2 separate regions of the Mus musculus genome follow, and region 1 is linked to region 2. A link is a contact called in public Hi-C data. All regions are on one chromosome and are shown on one strand. Each heading gives the region's core, a stretch centred on a gene start, on an enhancer-like site or on the middle of the called end of the contact. The rest is flanking DNA. Distances are from core to core; before and after follow the strand shown. Region 1 holds the start of Dnajb6 (DnaJ heat shock protein family (Hsp40) member B6). Region 2 holds the start of Chpf2 (chondroitin polymerizing factor 2).

Region 1 (3,508 bases), core at 881-3,380, 5.1 Mb before region 2:
AAATCCTGCCTTTAACTGTAGGCCCTTCACTACCAGATGGTGTCCTGGGTAAATTTAAGACTTAACATACAATCATTTTCAAAGTGTCAGTTTTTAAGAATCCTGCAAAGCAGAACCAAGTCGAAAGGACAATTCTGTTCTATTTGCTTGTTCTTTAGAAAGGCATCAGACAAGGTCTAAAAGTACACGCACATCCTTGAGTATTAAATAATGTAAAAGGCACACGCTATCACACCAATAGTGGACAGGGATAACAAAGTGCCTTCTTTACAATTCTAAAGATGTGGCTGGTGCAGAGGGTGCACACCTTTTTTTAATCCCAGCAGGAGGCAGAGTTCTGTGTTTGGTATCAGGCTGCTATTCAAAGTGAGTTCCAGGACAGCCAGGGGTACACAAAACAATACCAAAAAAGTTTGCAAGCCGGGCGTGGTGGCACACGCCTTTAATCCCAGCACTTGGGAGGCAGAGGCAGGTAGATTTGAGTTCAAGGCCAGCCTGGTCTACAAAGTGAGTTCAGGGACAGCCAGGGCTACAGAGAAACCCTGTCTCAAAAACAAACAAACAAACAAACAAAAAGACAGGCATGGTCTGCCTGGGCAAGAGTGAAGAGAAGACTGAAACTTCCAAGTCAACCATACCTACAAAAGGCAGCATTTCTTCCCATATTTCTTTCATGTTCTTCCTAATTCCAAAGCTCCACCCAAGTGTGTGTACTGATGACACCGTAATCACACACCGGAGGGCAATTCGGCCTGTGGTGGCGATATCCCAAAGTACAACAAAGGAGTCCTTCCAGGAATCAGTAAGTCTACTGTGGGGTTTACTTTACAAACAAGAACAGACTAAGTTCAAATATCAGGGCGCTTGTTCTTTAGGTTGTTCCCTCCTCTGGCTTTTATGTCCAATATTTCTACTAAAACAGTTGCCTTAAAGTTGGTATCACTTCCCTAGCAAGCTGAGCGTCCTGAGATTCTACGGCCTAGAATGCGTAAACCCTAACCACAAATCTAAGGTTCAAATAAAGACGTTACAAAAAAACCAAAGTGGCTGCACTGGGCAGGCACTCCCCACCTTAGAAGGTGGGACCATCCCCACCATTCCCTTTCAACGGTTCACATACAACTTCTTCGGTAACAAAGCTTTTAAAACTTGACAAACCCCTCCTGTTTAAAAAAAAAAAAAAAAACTCCATCTCCAAAGTTTTTAAGACCTTTTAGTTTGCAGTGCAGAGTTCCTTGTCAACACAACCGAAGTAAATTAAGACTTAGTGTAAACTCCAGTTACATAAACTTTGTTACGTAAACCACAGCAAAGCAACCTTCGAGGCCAACATCAAACTAGTTTTAAAAGTAAGCTGAGCCAGGCGGGTCGCCTAGCAAACTTCCCAACAGTCCCTGGAAACCGCCTTGGCCTTCCCACCCGGCCCCCTTCGCTGCCTGGAGGCCTGGGCCGGTGATTGCGCCTTCCATGGGAGTCCTGCTCTTCGCAGGCCACCTGACCCCTTGCTTGCAGAATGCAGTGAGGACGCCAGGACTGGGTGACACCAGCCTTGCCTACTCCTGGAGCTCTGCGGCCGACCTAGCGCGTGCCGGACCCAACCGCCACCTTCGACCAGAGAACTAGGGAAGCGGACCGCAGCTAAGCCCCGAGCTAGGCCTGACCAAGAACGGCAAACGCTCTCCACAGACCCAATCTACAACCGGCCCAGACCAGGAACACCTTAAGCCCCAGACCTAGACACAAGACTACAGCCTAGACTGGAACCCGTTCGGCCTTGTGAGCAGTACCGGCCCCACTGTCGACCCGGTTCCTGCACCCGTATTCCGGGAGCCAAGCGGGTTAGCCCATTCGCAGGCCTTCCCCTCCCGCCGTAGTCAACCCTGCTTTTCGCCGCGGCTCGCGGACCCTCACCGAGGACACGGCGGCCAGCGAGGAGGGAAGTCAGGCGGCCGGTCTCCTCGCGGCTGTGGCACAGCTGCGCTGGTGGCGGTGGCGGCGGCGGCGTCTCCTCGCGCTTTCCTTTCTCTTCTTTTCTCCAACAACAAACAGGAAGTGCGTCACGCGGTGGCGGCGCGGCCCGGCGACGTCGACTTCCGCCCGGCCCTGAAGCTAACGTGCGCAGCAGCCTCCGTGCGCGTCGGACTTGATAGCGCTGGTCTAGCGTTCCGGAAGATTCTCGGAGCTGAGGACGGTGGGATTCTGGAGGGTTTACATAGGCGAAGGTGGCTGAATAGGGCGGGAAGCGTCCCCTTGCGCAAGCTCTGTGCCTGGAGGGCTCTAAAGCCTGAGGCGACTGTAGCCGAACCAAGGAGCCTGCGTTTGCCCGGAAGCAGGCTGGGAGGAAGGACGCTCACAGCCTCTGACACAGTGGATTCGGAGATAAGGACCTGATAGCGTAGTATGACTCACACTCCTATGGACTTGGAGAATTGTGGTCCCGAGGTTCGGCCGACCCAACAAGCAGGCCCGACTTAGAGTGAACCGTGAGAGGCCTCATCATTACCAACTCGCAGTGCTGAATCCAGGGTCTAGATTTCAAACACGGTTATTTTAAAGATGTATTTACTTTTTGTATGTGAATGTACTGTCTTCGGACACACCCGAGAAGGACATCAGATCCCACAATAAGCTCCTGTCTCAATAAATCAATAAGCTCCTGTATAAATAAATAGACATTTAAATCCTCACCCCACCCCCACTTACACCCATAGGATGAGTAGTTTTTCATCTTGCCCAGTAAGTTTCAAAAGGTTAGCTAACACTGCACTGGAAAGTAAGAATGAAAGAGAACATATTGATCTCAGAATGTTATGGTTGGACGCCCACCTTCTCAACGCCTGAGAAGGACAAGCACAGAAGATGTGGAGACCCATGATCTGAAGTCACAGATCCTTGGATGCTCCCTCACATGTAGGATATACTCAACTCCAGATAGAACCCTCCAGAATGGCTCCTTGTCTCCTTGCTTCTGTTCTGCCCCCAAGGTTCCCAAACACTACACTTCCCCTTTTGTGAAACATAGAATTTGGCCAGATCTCTTTTCTAATTGACTTTCAGCCCTACAAGATGGCTGTCCAAGACTGAAATGAAAACTAAGCACAAAAGTTCCCGCCCTTTCCTTTACCTTCCTCCACCTCTCCTTCCACCTTTCTGCTCTCAATCTTACCCACTACCACCCTCAATGGCAGGAATCAAGGAGTCTGGCCTAGTGACGAGTGGAAGGTGTGTGTGCTTGCATACTCCAGGGCTGACAGCCCAGCAACCCAAGCTTTCTATTGAAGCAGCGCCGAAAGACAAAGCCAGTTATAAGGTAGAGAATAGGGAAAGGAGTCCCCTCGCCTCAGAGTCTGGCTGAAGCCTCTTGCCACATGACATTTAAGAATTCTAACACGCAGGGCAGTGGTGGCAAATGCCTTTAATCCCAGCACTTGGGAGGCAGAGACAGGCAGATTTCTGAGTTCCAGGCCAGCCTGGTCTACAGAGTGAGTTCCAGGACAGCCAGGGCTGC
Region 2 (3,534 bases), core at 924-3,423:
GGACTTGGCTATGTGGAGACAGGCTCTACTCAGATCTATTTAGTAGGTTGGTGCAGGTACAGCTCTGTTCAAGAACAGTGAACATTAACACCAATGGGTAAGACACTCTCAGACTTGGGGAAGGATAAAATAGGAGCAAACTAAGATAGGAAATAAGACAAGTGCTTCCAGGAAACTAACACTGAGTAGCAACATAAACACAGCAGCAAACAGCTCTAGAGTGAGGGCTGGTGCTGAGGACTATGCACAATCACCCTCAACTGAGTGTCAGTACTGGAGGACTATGCACAGTCACCTTCACCTGAGCGTCAGTGCTGAGGACTATGCACAGTCACCCTCACCTGAGCATCAGTACTGGAGGACTATGGACAGTCACCCTCAACTGAGCGTCAGTGCTAAGGACTATGCAGTCACCCTCAACTGAGCGTCAGTACTGGAGGACTATGCACAGTCACCCTCACCTGAGCATCAGTGCTGAGGACTATGCAGTCACCCTCACCTGAGCGTCAGTGCTGGAGGACTATGCACAGTCACCCTCACCTGAGCATCAGTGCTGGAGGACTATGCACAGTCACCCTCACCTGAGCGTCAGTGCTGGAGGACTATGCACAGTCACCCTCACCTGAGCACCTTCTTGTAGGGCTTGTTAGGATCCCTGTAGTAAGGCACAATCCTGGGTCTGAAGTCTTCATCGCCTTGGTCCAGCCCATTTTTTGAGTCTGGATTCTGTGGCCCTCCTGGCTTCCCCACAGCCTCTACACAGGGATCTTCTCCCTCACCCTGGATCCAGGAAACCCGCAGGAGGCTCAGGCTGCATCCCAGAGACAGTCCTAGGATGAGGGGGAGCACTGGCCGCAGCAGAGCCAGCAGGGAGCTCAGTCGCATGGTGGCAGGCCCTGACACAGGGCGCCCCAGGGGCACAGTCTCAAGGATGAGTAGGTTGATGGGCCACAGGCCAGCAGTAGCCCACGGTTTTACCCAGAGAACCCGGAGTCAACGAGGTCAGCAACAGAAAAAGGAGCCCAGCATCCCCACCAAGTCTTCCCAACCCTATGTCTGGTCTTCAGTGGCCATGGTGCTGATACCCTCAGTAAAATACTAATGTCTATGTGAGCAATGCCACTCCCTACGGGGATTGCAGTCTGTAGTCCAGGAAAAAGAAAAAAGAAAGTGCAGTCCTGCCAAACCTAACCCCAGAAGGTCTACAGCCATTTGAAACATGGGCCTAATTCAAGTCAGCAGCACCCAGTGACACAGAGCTTAGGGCAAAGTGCATGCGCCATTCCAACAACAGTCTGACCAAAAGGGCCTGCCTCAGACACCCTGTGCCATGCTGAAGCTATCCTGGCCCACTATGTCTCCTCAGGCCCCAGAGGAACTGCTGATCTGCCGCTGCTGCAGGCAAGCACTAGAGAAGGGGTCAGCACCTCCTTCCACCCCGCTCCTGAGTGTCAAAGAGAGCCACAGACTCTAGAAATCCCCTCCTTGTCAGATAAGATCACCAGCTATGAATGGTGCCCACCCACCTACCCACCCAAATGAGGTGAGCAGTCACAGTGACTCAGCACAGCTGGCCTCTCATAGGAGCGCAATGGCTGATGGAGCCATTTTGCTAGCCATCCTACTCGTCCTGCAAAGCTATGCTGCCCACATATCTAAGAACAGCAGGAGACAAATTACAGACACTCTTGCTGTGGCTAGAGGTTATCAAACAAAGCCAAATAAAGCAAAAGCAAGCCGGGAGACAGCAGCAGTTAGAGAAACGCGGGGGTCTGGGAAGGCCAGCAGAGGCTCACCACCTTCCAACAGGGCACCTTCCAATAGGGCGCCAGTCAGTGCCCTATTATTCCCTTGGCGACCACAGCACCGTGCCAGCCCCCAGAAGAAGGGACAGAGCGAGTCCTAGCCGGCCGTCTGGAGACAGAAATTAATCGCCTACGTCCCACGACTGCAGAAAAGGCCTTGCGTCCAGCTGGTTTGCTCTGCGAACTTGGGCGGTGGAGGGGAGCTCGCGGCGGACAGCAGGACCGAGCGGGTTCTCAGGTCCTGCCGGGCAGGGGAACAGGAACACCCAAGCCCCACGGCAGACGGAGCCGCCTCGCGGGTGAGCCCACCCTGTGGCGGGCCGAGGAGCTCCGCTTTGCTGCCGCTGCCACCTCACAAGCCAGCCCTCGGCTTCCTCTTCCGCTGCCTGTCAGTCTCCCGTCTCTATGGTGACCGCATCCGGCCCCTCGCTCCTTACAGTCGCTCTCTATGGTTGCTGCTGCACCTCTGGATTCCAACGCCCTGGCTCCTAGCGCCACGGTGAGTGAATCCCGTCTGCACAGAGACGCTCCCCAATTCATCTCAACCCTGTTAGCGCTAAAGAAAGATGCCCTCCCCTTTTCTGAGCACGCTTCAACTAAACCGGCCGCGCAACACCAGCGCCTATTTAGCGGCTCAAGAAATGTTTCTCTACTAAATTTTCAACTCTACTAGGTAAAAGGATGAGGGACATGTGACCAGGAACGAACAGACCTGGGCTAACCTAGAACTCAGTAGTTTTAAGGCGGTGAGAATCGCTTGAAGCAAGCCATGGATACTAACACACTCTGGTGTCTCAAGGCAGAAAAGTACGGAATTAAGCACCAGTCAGGTGACTCACCATGTGAAGGTGGTTGCCACCGAGACTGATAATCTGAGTTCTATGTCTGGTGAAAAGAGAAAACTGACTCCATCAAGTTGTCTTCTGATACCACACTATTGTTAAAGGTGTGTACCACACCTTCCCTATGCTACATCTGTAAGAAACAACTCACTTGGACGGAAGGAAGATTGTCAGGCTTCGGATGTACAAAGCTACCACTTTGGAGAACTTTTACCATTTATAAATGTATGTCAGTGTTCAGAATACATTTGTACTGTCACATTCATGACAATCTCTCTCTCTCTCTCTCTCTCTCTCTCTCTCTCTCTCTCTCCCTCTCTCTCTGTCTCTCTCTCTCTCGTTTTTCGAGGCAAGGTTTCTCTGTATAGCCCTGGATGTCCTAGAACTCACTTTGTAGACCAGGCTGGCCTCAAACTCAGAAAACCACCTGCCTCTGCCTCCCAAGTGCTGGGATTAAAGGTGTGTGCCACCCCACCCGGCTATTGCTTTATTTTTGACATTGGGTCTGGCCATCTGACTTTGACCTTAAACTCACAGATCCACCTGCTCCTGCCTTTCAGTGCTGGGATCACGATCATGTACCAACACACCTGACTATAGCCACAATTATTAAACTAAAAGAAGCAGGTGGAATTAACTTAATATTTTATCGTATTAGGTATAAATATATTTAATAAACACACATATTAGGTATAAAATATTTAATATTTTATGGTATTAGGTATAAATAAAATATCAATTCAACATATAAGCAATATGAAAAGCTACTGTACTGATGTTTTACATTTTTCCATATGCAAACTGAAATCCTAGCCATGTTTTACGGTTATAACGTGTATCACTTGTTTTGTTTCCTTGAGACAAGGTCTTGCTATGTAGATCAGGGT

What was found. A called contact is a pair of places that touch in the nucleus more often than the background predicts.
Region 1: a Hi-C map of CD4 T cells shows a contact between it and region 2, with 6 times the contacts expected there. The contact joins the promoter of Dnajb6 here to the promoter of Chpf2 in region 2. A contact is called at or near these places in 1 of 39 promoter capture datasets (cranial neural crest) and 1 of 484 Hi-C or Micro-C datasets (CD4 T cells).

What each region holds. Positions count from the first base shown.
Region 1 is chr5:29,734,520-29,738,027 of GRCm38.p6, reverse strand. It overlaps Dnajb6 (DnaJ heat shock protein family (Hsp40) member B6), which reads right to left and starts at 2,130. Exons shown (of 8, transcript NM_011847.4): 1 at 1,912-2,130. Gm5129 (predicted gene 5129) reads left to right here and starts at 2,092. Exons shown (of 1, transcript NR_028426.1): 1 at 2,092-2,694.
Region 2 is chr5:24,585,389-24,588,922 of GRCm38.p6, reverse strand. Chpf2 (chondroitin polymerizing factor 2) reads right to left here and starts at 2,173. Exons shown (of 4, transcript NM_133913.2): 1 at 623-2,173. The coding sequence starts at 885.